2 separate regions of the Mus musculus genome follow, and region 2 is linked to region 1. A link is a contact called in public Hi-C data. All regions are on one chromosome and are shown on one strand. Each heading gives the region's core, a stretch centred on a gene start, on an enhancer-like site or on the middle of the called end of the contact. The rest is flanking DNA. Distances are from core to core; before and after follow the strand shown.

The links. A called contact is a pair of places that touch in the nucleus more often than the background predicts.
Region 2: a contact with region 1 is called in a Hi-C map of the N1E-115 cell line, with 4 times the contacts expected there. The contact joins two enhancer-like sites. A contact is called at or near these places in 3 of 484 Hi-C or Micro-C datasets (the N1E-115 cell line, bone marrow-derived macrophages and frontal cortex) and 2 of 115 datasets of contacts at active chromatin or transcription factors (embryonic stem cells and extraembryonic endoderm stem cells).

The regions. Positions count from the first base shown.
Region 1 is chr1:151,875,072-151,881,230 of GRCm38.p6, reverse strand. No RefSeq gene overlaps it. Among named protein-coding and RNA genes, the nearest start is that of Edem3, 120 kb to the right of the region's middle. Within about 2 kb of position 2,745, at least 35 of the 459 cell types and tissues checked have an H3K27ac peak or open chromatin away from gene starts, as enhancers often do. A contact at or near this core is called in the N1E-115 cell line, where this site is marked.
Region 2 is chr1:152,213,078-152,219,548 of GRCm38.p6, reverse strand. It overlaps Gm36920 (a long non-coding RNA gene), which reads left to right. Exons shown (of 8, transcript XR_001779484.1): 8 at 4,769-5,241. Among named protein-coding and RNA genes, the nearest start is that of Gm36920, 74 kb to the left of the region's middle. Within about 2 kb of position 1,963, at least 8 of the 459 cell types and tissues checked have an H3K27ac peak or open chromatin away from gene starts, as enhancers often do. A contact at or near this core is called in the N1E-115 cell line, where this site is marked.

The DNA.
Region 1 (6,159 bases), core at 1,496-3,995:
AAGTCTCCAAAGGATAGTTACCCATCACAAACCCAGGCTGGTGCCCACAGGGATCCCAGTACCCTATGATCAGACTGGAATACAAATGGGGTTTTAGATTTAAAGGCTCGGTTTGAGTAGTGTGTGAGGAGCGGGGGACACATGAAAGGGAATCAATTCTTTTCCCAAGCTCTGTCTTGCTAGGAATGAAACTGAAGTCACTAACAAGGCCTTGTCTGACTTTAGTCCCCACCCTCTTCTCACAGGCTTTGTCCCAAGGAACAATAGGAGAAACCTGACGTCAAGTTTTCCCAAAGCCTCCTTTATCTTTGAAATGATGGGCCTGGCATTCCTGACTGTATCTCAGACCCTTCAGAGGATATTGCTGAAAGCAGAGGTCGCCTCAAATATCTCTCCCCATCCCCCACCCCCAGTACACCTGGAAGGGAAGAGCTTTGAGGAGCCTCCAAAATGTAGATACGCAAATAAGGATTGGAAAGGAGGCTGAAGCATCCTGGGTAACATGGTCTCCAGACTTTCCTGATTTCCAAAGCAGTTGCTTGAACACTGGCAGAGTGGACTGGCAGTCCACATCACATAGGCAGCAGATCCATCCTCTGACCCATCCTCGTGAGCTCATATAATTCACTCCTGGTGACTGGGAGGGGGCAGTGAGTGGGATGAAAGTGAATAAGAAAAAAAGTTATAAAAATAATAAAATAAATAAATAAATAAAATGCTAAAGTGCTGCCAAAAATAAAGGAAAAAGAAAAAGAGAGAAAGAGAGAAAAAGAAGAAAGGAAGAAAAGAGAAATAGCTACTGACTCTTTTATAGTTAAAGAAACTAAGCCTCAAAGAGATTAACTTGTCCGAGGTCATACAGCAATAAATGGTAGAAACACAGTACCAACTCAGGCTTGTTCTACTCAGAGGCCTTGCTTATCACCATTCGGCTCTAGTACCCTTCATGTTTACATCTTAGGATGACATGCCGTTGGCATCACTCCAGCCTCTGCCAGAGCCACGCAGAACCTCCTCATCTGCCTTTCTTCTAGGATACTCTGCCCATCCTTCAACAGAAACTGGTGTCTGAAGTATGTCCTTCCTATCCTGAATCCCACCGGAAACCCTCCGCCGTAGATCCGCACTGCCTTGAGGCACGGGTATGGAATTACGCGCAGTTTCTACCCGCAGCCCTTCTCACAATGGCTGCTGCCTACTAATTCCTGGCTCTCCCTCCTCCCCTTTATTTCTCCCTCGCTGCTTTCCCGAGCTGGTGGCTCTCTTCTCAACCTTTTAGGCTCATGAGTGAGAAACAGTAGCGATCTGCAAGCATCATCTTAGTATCTCAGGCATTGTACCGGGTTCTCCCCAAACCATTCCTGCCAACTCTCTTGCCATAACAAAGTCACGCATCCACTGGACCCTGTCTGGCCCAAAGTCTCCGTAGCTCCCAACAGCACGTGATCTCTTCTAAACAAGAAACGCGTGTGATTTGGTATCCACCAGATGACTATTGCACTAAGGGATACTGAAGAACCGCACCCATTCCCCACAGGACTGTGCTCCGTTCTTACTGCGCGATTGGTTGTGACAGGCAGCTTCTGAGAGCACATGACAGCTAGTAGCCAATCAGTGCTCCCCACACCTAGCAAACTGATGTATTTCTTGAGGCGGAGAGTAGGGGGAAGGCCGACTGGGAAGATAGCATCTATGGATCAATGGTGGTAGGCCCCCAGTATTTAAGAGCAAGAGGCCTCTGTCTCCTGTGTACTCTGTGGTTTCCAGGCTGGTGGGTGGTTCTTTGCCCTCCAAAGCCTTTCCTCTTACCAGAGGTCTGTGGTCTGGGGAAGGTTTTGACTGGAAACATTCAGGTCCCTGGTGGTGTTTGGAGATGTGAGACCCTTCTGTGCTAAAAGAAGAAGAAAATGAATGGTCTATTTCGAGCCCGCTAACAATCCACCGTCTAAGAACAGGCAGCAGCTCTGTAGCTGAAAGGCTGGCTTTCTGAGAAGCCCCAGGGAAGCTGGCCATGCGGCAATCGTGGCCTCAGCTCTGGCTCATCCTGCTAGAGGACCCTGCTGCCATAATGGTGGCAAAGCGTCTAGAATATTACGCCTTTGTTCTGGCTTTCTCTCCAGCCCTCCTCAACCTCCTCCCAGAGAACTCTGGTCCTGGAGCCTGTGATGTTCTTGCGTTATGAGTTAGAATCCTTGTAAACCAGAAACTTCGTGCAGGGAAGGGTACCTGTGAGAAAGCCTCCGCCTGTTTTGCTGGGGTATGAGTGGTTCAGATTGACGTCCCAGTCACAGATGTATGTATGCTCACCTGCGGGAGAACATTAGCTTGCTCCTCAGAACAAAACGGGAGCCTCTGGAGCCTGGCATGGCATGCCTGCCTGCCTGCCTGGAGTTTCCATCACACACACACACACACAAATGGTGTTTGCTTTGAATCCTGAGATCCAAAGAGACCGACAGCCACCGGTTCTAAATGTTCTGTCTATTTAAAACCTGACCAGTTGACTGAAATAACAAAGCCTGTTTCTAAGATTACCATAATTAGGAGTAAGAGTCCAGAAACAGACCCACCCATTCATGATCAATTGCTTCCAAACAAAGGTGTCACAGTAATTCATTCCGGGAAAGCATTGCCTTTTGTTTTCTGTTTGTTTTGAGACAAAGTAATCATTGTTTCTGAGTGATCAGGAAACTCACTAATAGCATGCGTGGGCTGCCCTCAAACTCCCCATTCTCCTGCCTTAGCCTCTCTGGACTGCCAAGATCACAAGTGAATGCCACCACTCCCAGCACAGTTGTCCTTTAAATAGATGGTGCTGATGCAGGATGGGATTGCTCCACACCTGTAATCCTGGCACAGGAGGTAGAGCCAAGAAGTCAACCTCAGCTACCTAAAAAACTCATAGCTGAGGAGCTGGCTCAGTGGGTAAGATCATTTGCTGAGCAATCATGACATGGTCCTGAGTTTGAACCCCAGCACCCACGCTATAGTCTGGGTGTGGTCACAAGTGTCTGTAACCTCAGAATTGAGGGCATTTATGTGACATGTTTTCCAAAAAATCCCACACTCCATTACTTATTCAAGAGAAAGAATCTCACCCACCCAAGACTTGTGCAGTAATCTCCATGGCAACTATTCATGATTTCCAAAAGATAAATACTACTCAAATGTCCATCAGCTGAAAAATGGCTTAACAGGTATGGTAGATCCATATAATAGAACGAAAATGGTAAGGGGGAGTTACTCAGAGATACAATACAAAAGAACACCCACAGCATTTGACTAAGTGAAGGGTGCCAGTCTTCAATTCCCCTTCTATGACATAAGGGAAAATCACGACGACAGAATCGGATCAGTGTTGCAGAGGATTTGGACGGAGGAAATTGCAAAGGGATCCTAAGCCATTCCCTAGAGGCAGAGTATATCAAACACTATTCAAAGGTGTATTTTGTATTATTTAATTATCCCTTAATAAATCTAACTGAAAAAAAATGAATCTTCAAAACCAGCTTGGCTCATAAAAACTCATAAACTTGGATCCTTTCTTTTATAATTAGTGGCAGTTTATACCTACAAGGGACAGATTTTACATTTGCTCTATTGAAAGCTAAGTATGATGGCTCACACTTGTGACCCCAGCACTCCAGTGGAACACTGAATGAGGAGGGCTGCTATGAATTCAGTGTTCCAAACCAGTATAGACTGCAAAATGAGATTGTATTCACACACACACACACACACACACACTTACACACACACATACACACACACATACACACACACATACACACACACACATACACACACACATACACACACACACATACACACACACATACACACACACACATACACACACACACACACACACACACACACACAGCGATTTTCTGTAGAAACCCCTTATGAAGACCAAAGTGTGGACACTTTACCCTTTCTTAGAAATGGGAACAAAACATCCATAGAAGGAGTTACAGAGACAAACTTTGGAGCTGTGACGAAAGGATGGACCATCTAGTGACTGCCATATGCAGGGATCCATCCCATAATCAGCTTCCAAATGCTGACACCATTGCATACACTAGCAAGATTTCGCTGAAAGGACCCAGTTATAGCTCTCTCTTGTGAGACTATGCCGGGGCCTAGCAAACACAGAAGTGGATGATCACAGTCAGCTATTGGATGGGTCACACGGCCCCTAATGGAGGAGCTAGAGAAATTACCCAAGGAGCTATAGGGAACTGCAACCCTATAGGTGGAACAACAATATGAACTAACCAGTACCCGGGAGCTCTTGTCTTTAGCTGCATATGTATCAAAAGATGGCCTAGTCAGCCATCACTGCAAAGAGAGGCCCATTGGACTTGCAAACTTTATATGCCCCAGTACAGGGGAATGCCAGGGCCAAAAAGGGGAGTGGGTGGATAGGGGATTGGGGAGGTGGGTATGGGGGACCTTTGGGATAGCATTGAAAATGTAAATGAGGAAAATACCTAATAAAAAAAAAAGAAACCCCTTACCCTGTGGTATCTTGTTACAATGCTGCTACAGATCAATAGAGTCCTCCCAGTAACTGGGCTGTTGCCACTTTTCTAAATCAAATTCTGAGGAGTCTCTCGTGCCTACACAAAGCCCATCAGTGCTCCCCTCCCTCTCAGTCTTCCAGAGTCACTCAGTCCAGGCATCCTGCTTCCTTCCCAAGGTGACCCAGAGACCCCAGCTTAGCTCCCTGACCTGGTTCTTTGAGTCCTTCTGCCTGACCACAGTGACCTGCAATTCCCTAAGAGGTTTTGTCGTCCTGCCCTGTAATTCCTTGGGTGGCAGCCATCCAAGAGGCCTCACCTCAATCCCCTGCCTGTACCCCAATCCCCAGGGCAGAAGAATAATGAGTTCTTGAGAAGTGGAAGAGAGTGCAGGGGCGAGAGAAGAAGGGAGGGAAGGAGAAGGCAAAGAGGGGGGAGGAGAACAATGAAGAACTAGTCTGAACAAGGTCTATTTATGATGACATAGCAGCCAAGGTTCCCATACCCTACCTTAAAGAGCTGGGTTATTTGTTTTTTGTTTGTTTTTTGTTTGTTTGTTTGATCCATGAAGCTGGGTGCTTCTCCAAGTAAGCACCACGGTCTCTTTATCTCTTATCCCAAGGGCATCATGGGCCTCTCAGCATGGAAACTTCACCTGCCAGAGATGCCCACCCAGGGCCTCCAGCATTTGTCCTTCTCATAACCCTATGTTGGTTTCCAAGCTCCCCAATTCCAGGTAGAAGAGCTTGTGACAGCATCGCTGACTCTAAAAGTCCCTGCCCTGGATCCCACCACATAGTTTTGGTCTGCTTCAGCTATTTCCTGGGTCCAGGTTTTCTTTCCCAAATAGCTGAAGTCTAGGCAGCTGTGGTTTTGGGTCTTTTTTTCTTCTTTTGAAGATTGTTAGAATCCTCTTCATACCCTCTAATGGAGACATCCCAGTGGGCTTTAGGGAAACCTGGTCCCTTCTCCCTCAGGCAGTGTTCCCTCCCTGGGCAACTGGACAGCATCCTCCTTGGAGTCACCATGTGCTTGGGATAGTTTCCCATGTGGAGGCAGGATGAAGGATGTCCTCGCTCCCCTCACAGACTAGTGGGAAACTTGAGTAAGAGGCAGTCCTATAAGGAAAATAATACTGTCTTCTTCACTTGTCAGTGGATTCCCTCCACCTAATGCTGTGACTAGAACACAGAAAAAAAAAAAAGTCAAATTTTACCTGCTGAATGAATGGGTGGGTGGCAAGCCTGGGTCACATTCTCCAGCTCCTTACTCAACTCTTGGCAATTACTGAAGAGTCAAAGAAGGAGAAAGGAATGAGGCAATGTTGAACAGGGGTTTTCCAGACAAGAGACAGAAAATGAGAGAAATGCAAAGCTCCCAAGGGCAGAGAGGGTGGCGTTTACCAAAGCACGGAGCTTTCAAGGAAGCACAGCTTGTGGAAAGTGGTCCATGATTTTACCTGAAATTATTTTGAAGATTTATAAGAAACTGTCAGAAGGCTATCTTGGTTTCCTCACTTCTTTCCCTTTTAGTTTTATTTCTGTTGTGGTGGTTAAATGCCTGTCAAATACAACTGGGGTGGGGGTGGGGTGGGTGTCTTTTAGCTTACACCCTGGGGTTACTGTTCATAACTGTA
Region 2 (6,471 bases), core at 714-3,213, 340 kb before region 1:
TCCCAGAAGCTATGTGCAGACCCTCTAGTGCAAACTGTTCTTTGGGGACCCAATCAGCATTTGTAATACAAGCTGCTACAACATACAAGTCAGGTCAGGACAAAAGGGACTGTCTATGCCATGCCTGGAGTGGGCTCCTGGAGGTGCCATTCTCCAGGCATTGGCCTTTGGGTGAGGGAGAGATAAAAAGGGCTAAATGTGTGACAGGCTTTTCAGATCTTGCAAATCAGAGACAGAACATTACCTTAAAAGGCAGCTGAGTTGTCGCTGACCTCATCTTGCATGGGACCTTAGTCTTCAGATGACATCAGTCATTGCTTTTCTCAAGAGATGTGGTTCACTGTCATGATGGAAGTCATGCTGCAGGTCCAGGGAAGAGCTCTTGGATTTGTGACTCAGACAAGAGGCAGTCCTCCTTTCTCATTTCTGTTCTCTTCCTGTGGTTCACAGGGTAACGCTCAGGTACATGATGGGAAGGAATATGGCCAATGGATTGGGGGGTGGGGAACTGGCAGATGGATAGCTTTGTCCTGCACTCATGATACACTCCTTAACTAATTTCCTTCTCATCCGGAGTCCTGCCCTGAGGAGACACTCGGGAAACGCCCTTGGAAGTTGTGCTTGAAGTGAACTCAGATCTCAGAAGATGGTGTTGCTGCAGCTCACAAGTTCCTGAAGTCTGCTGATTACAGCCTGAACTTGCCTTTCTAATGAAATATTGTCTCTATTGAGAGAGCAAGCCACACACAGGTGTCACATAGAGCTTGCGTGACAGCGGGGCTGTTCTGTTTCAGAAACTCTAGAGCATCTGTCCCTCCTTAGTAATGTCTTCTTTTTACTCCTGCAAATACTTCGATTTCATGCTTTGAATGTAAAGATGAGGGGCGGGGATTTGTGAGCATGTAGGGGGTCCATGTATATCCCAGAATCAACAGAAGGCTACTTCTGCCTATTCTTCAACCCATGACTTGTGTTTACACTTCTGTACACAGCCATTCAGCATTACTCTCTCCACAAAACCCAGCGGAAACCCACTGATCTTTCCCACCCCAACTTCCCAACTTCATAGGCATCCTCTAAGCTTCTCCAACATCAGGATCACGACTCTTCAATGCTTGGGTGTCAATAGTTCTTGGGTGTCAGATTTCTGTTTGAACAATCTGTATGACAGTGTAAACCCAGGAGGTCAGGGGTCTCTTATTTACCTGTGTACTCAGCACTTATAACAACAGGCCAGTGAGACATCACTACCCACGTTCCCCTGGGTCACGTCCCAGAGTCACCATGGATAGACTTTGTGACTCATCTATGGCCTTTGTTTACACCCAGGCCTCCTAGCTCTTAAAAATCTCACCTCAGAGCAGAAGGCCTTAAGCTAGCTGCTCCCTTTCTTTGTTTGACCTGTTTGTCTCCTTCCCACTGTGAGCTGCTCCATCCACTGTACTCTATTCACTGACCCTGCCTTCCAGCACCACAGACCCCTCAAGGTTATGCACACCCTTGGTTAACAATGTACAGGGCTTTCTGCAAAAGAAATCAGCAGGCTCAAATATCAATGTGTTTGGTCCATAAACAAGTACACACACACACACATACACACACACAATAATAATAATAAAATAACAACAATAATAATAATGATGATGATGATGATGATGTACAAGTTTGGAGATTGGTGTGGTGACTCTACAACTTCCTTTATTAGCAGAGTGGAGCTTTGTTTGATTTCTGAAATGTGTCTAAGATCGAGAGCAACTGAGTCTCAGCATTTCACACCAACAGCTACATCCCAACCTTGTTTGGTGACAGGGCAGGGTGCTGGGGGGTTCCCATAGAGCATTATTTCTTCCTTAACCAGGCCCTGAGTGTTTCTGAAGATTTGAAGATGTGTTTGAAGGATGCTATAGACATCTTGGCAAGGCTGTGCTGGTTTATTCTTCCCACTTTGGAAAGCAGCCAACACTACCAGAAGTGGAAAGCCTGCGTGGAGAGAGACTTCCTGCTTTCCTGGATGGGGCAGTGTCAAGGCCTGACATCTGATACAGCACTCAGTTCTTTTCCCTTTTAGGTAGACCACTCTGTCCTGAAAAGTGAGGAAATGCCGGTGTCGCCCCCTTTTTTATGCTGCTGGATTCCAGGAACAGAAACAATCTGAAAGAAAAGCAGTTAGAAAAAATTCCATTGCCTAGTCTCTCTCCTATGTCCTCAGGTACCTCGTGTCTGAAGAGAGAGGAAACAGGAAGAAAACATGCCGTGTAATTTTTACCTCAACTCTACTGTGCCGCTCATGTTCACTGGCACCCATTCTGCTAGGACAAACCTGTAACATCTTACTTTTGTGTCCCATATCAGATTTTTAGCAAGAATGTGTATTATAGGAAGTGAAGCCCCTCTCCCATCATACATTTTAACTGAGCATATCCTATGTGCCCAATACTCCCTGACTAGGGAATCAAATCAGCACCATTTCCCATGTTACCAATAGTTCTAGGGTATACACCATTCTCATTAACAATTTGTAGCTGTTCAATAAGAAAGTCACCTAGACAGGGTGGTGCATGTCTGCAGTCCCTGAACTTGGAAGGTAGAGGCAAGAGGATTAGGAGGTTAAGCCTCTCCTAGGCAATAAGGCAAGTTTAAGAAAAGCCCAGGCTACATGAAACATAGTCTTAAAATAATAATAAAGATACATTTCTTAAGTTCTAGAATCTTTGGAACTTGAACAGAGGCTGGCCCAGGGGATCCATGAAGTTTTTACTGACCTGAGTTTTCTGCCTTTAAAGGGTATGCTTCATCCTTCAGCTGGCTTTCCTCATGGACTCACCATGATTCTAGCAATTTTACGTTTCCCATCCAAGACTACATCATGTGGGAGAGGCTATTTCTCTTCTAAGCATTTTAATACAGGTCTCAGAGCCATCTCTGAATCTTTGGCAGTGGCTAGGCAGCAGGCTGTGCTAATTGGCTTAAGCAAGTGAGAGAGTCCTGTCTGGAGCTATGGATGAGTTCATTTTCTCCCGATATATCCAGCATGAGGCATTAGGCAATGACGAATATAGAAAGAATAATTTGGATAGTGTTGGGAAAGGTGCAGGGGAGAGAGTAGTGTGTGAGAGAGTAGTGGTAGAATCACTCAGACTTATGGCTGTAGCTTTGTTCGCTTTTGATCCTGTCCTATGACCCAAAGCCTGTCCTGCCACACAGTGCTGTGCTCGTTTAAGGTTCCAGCTGAGCTCCCAGACACATCTTTTTTTTTTTTTTTTTTTTTTTTTTGGTTTTTCGAGACAGGGTTTCTCTATGTAGCCCTGGCTGTCCTGGAACTCACTTTGTAGACCAGGCTGGCCTCAAACTCAGAAATCCTCCTGCCTCTACCTCCCTAGTGCTGGGATTAAAGGCGTGCGCCACCACGCCCACGTTTTTTTATCCAGAGTCTTTACATCTCTCTCCAGAACTCTGCCTTCGCTCCATCTTTCCCTCTTTTCTTTGTCATGTCCTGACATTCTGTTTCAGTTTGATTCCACCCTTCAGGCTGTTTCACTACTACCACCACCAGTCCTCCCCCTGGCAGGGTTGTTCTAGGTCCTGACAAGTCTTCTCTAGCCATCTGCTAAGTCCCCTTTCCCTATGGTACTTCCACATAGTTTCATTCTCATGCATCCGTTGAAATGAAACTCAGGTAATAAAGTTCATGCCACAGGTCAAAGAAATGGCACTAAGAGCAGGTGCCATGTGTCCAGGTTATGTGGACACCAAGCTGTGTGTGTCCTGCAGAAGTGCCTGTGATAGGGCTCTTCCACTGTAACACCAATGGCTCCAAACTGGCTTTAAAAAAAAACAAAAAAAAAAACAAAAACAGAAACAAATCAGTTGGAACTCAAATGCTGAAGTCTTGAGTTTAGGGTCTTAAATCCAAACCATGAAGTTAATAATGAAACTCAGTCACATAAGAATCTAACACAACTCTATGTGTACAGATATCTCAGTAAGAACCGTCCTTGCAAGTAGAGACACTTATTTAATTCTGAGGACTGGAAATACCCTTCTAAGTTTCTTGCACATCTCTGAGATTTGGTAATCAGATATGAACACATTTTAATAATTGTAGAACAATTTCTAAGCATTGTTCAAAACTTAACACCACCACCACCACCACCACCACCACCACCACCACCACCACCACCACCACCACCATCTACAAAGTGATCCATCTAGATAATCCAATTTGGAGTCACTTCAGCCAGTATTTTTTTTTCTAAGAACTCTTCCCTGTCATTTCGAAACAATTATCTAAAAAAAAAAAAAAATCTATTTTAGAGACATAGTTAGAAATAATAGGAGTCAAGAAAGCTACCAGAAAGAACAGATTGTTACTTCTTATGAAAAACGAATGCTTTAAAAACTTTTTCTAGTCAAAATATTAACAAAAAAAATTGTCCAGCCTCAAGGAGTTGCACATGTCTCTGCCAGACATTTGTCTGCCAATGTTGATACAACTATTTGGGATCAGTATTGTACAAAAGAGAAAAAAATACAAAACGAAAACTTCATAACTCCATCAAGACAGTGTTGTTAAATGGAAGCTTGGATGAGTGGATGAATGGATGGATGGATAGAGAGAGAGAGAGATGGATAGATGGGTGGATGGGTGGATGGGTGGATTGCAGGTGGATACCCAATTAAACAAAAGAACTAAAATACTAACGGTGGAATTTAGGTGGTGTGTTTATGAGTGCTTACTGTAATTATTTCAATGTTTCTATACACTTAGAAAATTTCAAAACCAAGATGTGCATTTGAAAAGTGATGTTGAATCCTAAGGAGAAGGATGGATTGGGAGAGCTCACTGCTCACGCTGCAGAGATGGACAGACAAGGAGGGCATTCATGGCTCATGCTGCAGACAACTGGAGAGAATGCTATAAACCAGGCATGGCTGGGTAGGGCTGGCATCTCTCACTGCACAGAACAATGGCTGGACATGAGACAGACTCTGGGAGTGATTGCCAGAGATGAGTGATCAACACAGTGAGTGGAGGGTCAGTTCTTACCATGTGTTCCTCCAGGGCAGCCAGGGTCCCCACTCTCCTAATTCTCTAGCAGGGAGGGAAGAAAATGCTTTGAACTGTAAGCACGTTGTCTAGATTCTGTCCTTTACCTTTTGTGACAGGCTTAAAACTGTGTGTGTGCGTGTGTGCGTGTATGTGTGTGTGTGTGTGTGCACGAGTGCACCTGTGCTTGTGTGTGTGCGTGTTTGTGTGTGTGTGTGTGCATGTATGTGCATGTGTGCCTGTGTGCACACATGTGAGTACATGTGTACATACTTGTGTGTGTATGTGTGCAAGCTCTTCCCTTTTCTAGGAACAATCTTCCTGGATTTTCTAGGAACCTCAACTCTCCATCAGTTCATGTGGACTCAGAGTGCAGTCCTACTGGAAAAAGGCATGGACACATGACACTACCGAGGCCGGGGTGCACTCTCTCGGGTAACTTTGATCTTGAGTGATCAGCCTTGGATGGAAAACTGTTGGCACTGAAACCATGGAAGGCAGGAAGAATGCATGTAATAGTCGCTGCTGCTTTTAGACCTCTCTGTGTTTCTATAATTTAACTGAGGACTGTTTCCATTGCTTGGGAAGAACGCTGACAGGACTGAGGTAGTTCCCACTTATCTTGCCAGGGTTCAAATCCACAGTCTTGTATGTTCTAAGCATATGCTGTGCCACTGAGCTATAACTAACCCAACCTTTTATATAAGGTGACAAAGAAACAAGACAGAAAAATATTACTGAATTGTAGCTACATAGTCCTATATCTGAAGCTGATCGTGCAAGATAAATTGTTAAGCATGGTTTCCTTCACCCACATCAAAACCATGCTCTCCAGTCCTTCTTCTGGATTGGGGTTCTCATTTGTAATATTACTTGTTAAGACACTGTTACTGTTGAAGTTCAAAGACCTTAGCTTTGTCTGTGTTTGCCCAAATGTTCCTGCTTCATGTCTCAAGGGTCTGCTCTTTCTCTAGCCTCTCCACCTTAGTTTTTGAGACAGGATCTCTTACTGAATCCACAATTCTCCATTTCAGCTATATTGGCTTACCAGCAATCCCTAGGGATCCATAGCAAAACAGACATTGATGTCATAATTCTCGGACCCTAGATTGATCCTCTCCTCTAGGAAACATTTTCAAGATAGTCAGCAACTTTTGAGAACCTTCACACAGATTTTCTGCATTTTCTGTTTGTGTCCTGGCTAGACTTTCAACACTTTTAATTTATCTATTTATCCATGCATAACATTAATTATTGACAAAGACAGTCAGGTTACATCACAATATTAATACTTACCATTGTCACCATACCAACTAAGGTCCATAGCTAATTGATCTTCATCTTGCCTTCCATGTGCATGCATCCCAATCTCTGTTACTGTTAATAAGTTGAGTACCACATCATATATTATCTCCATGCTATTT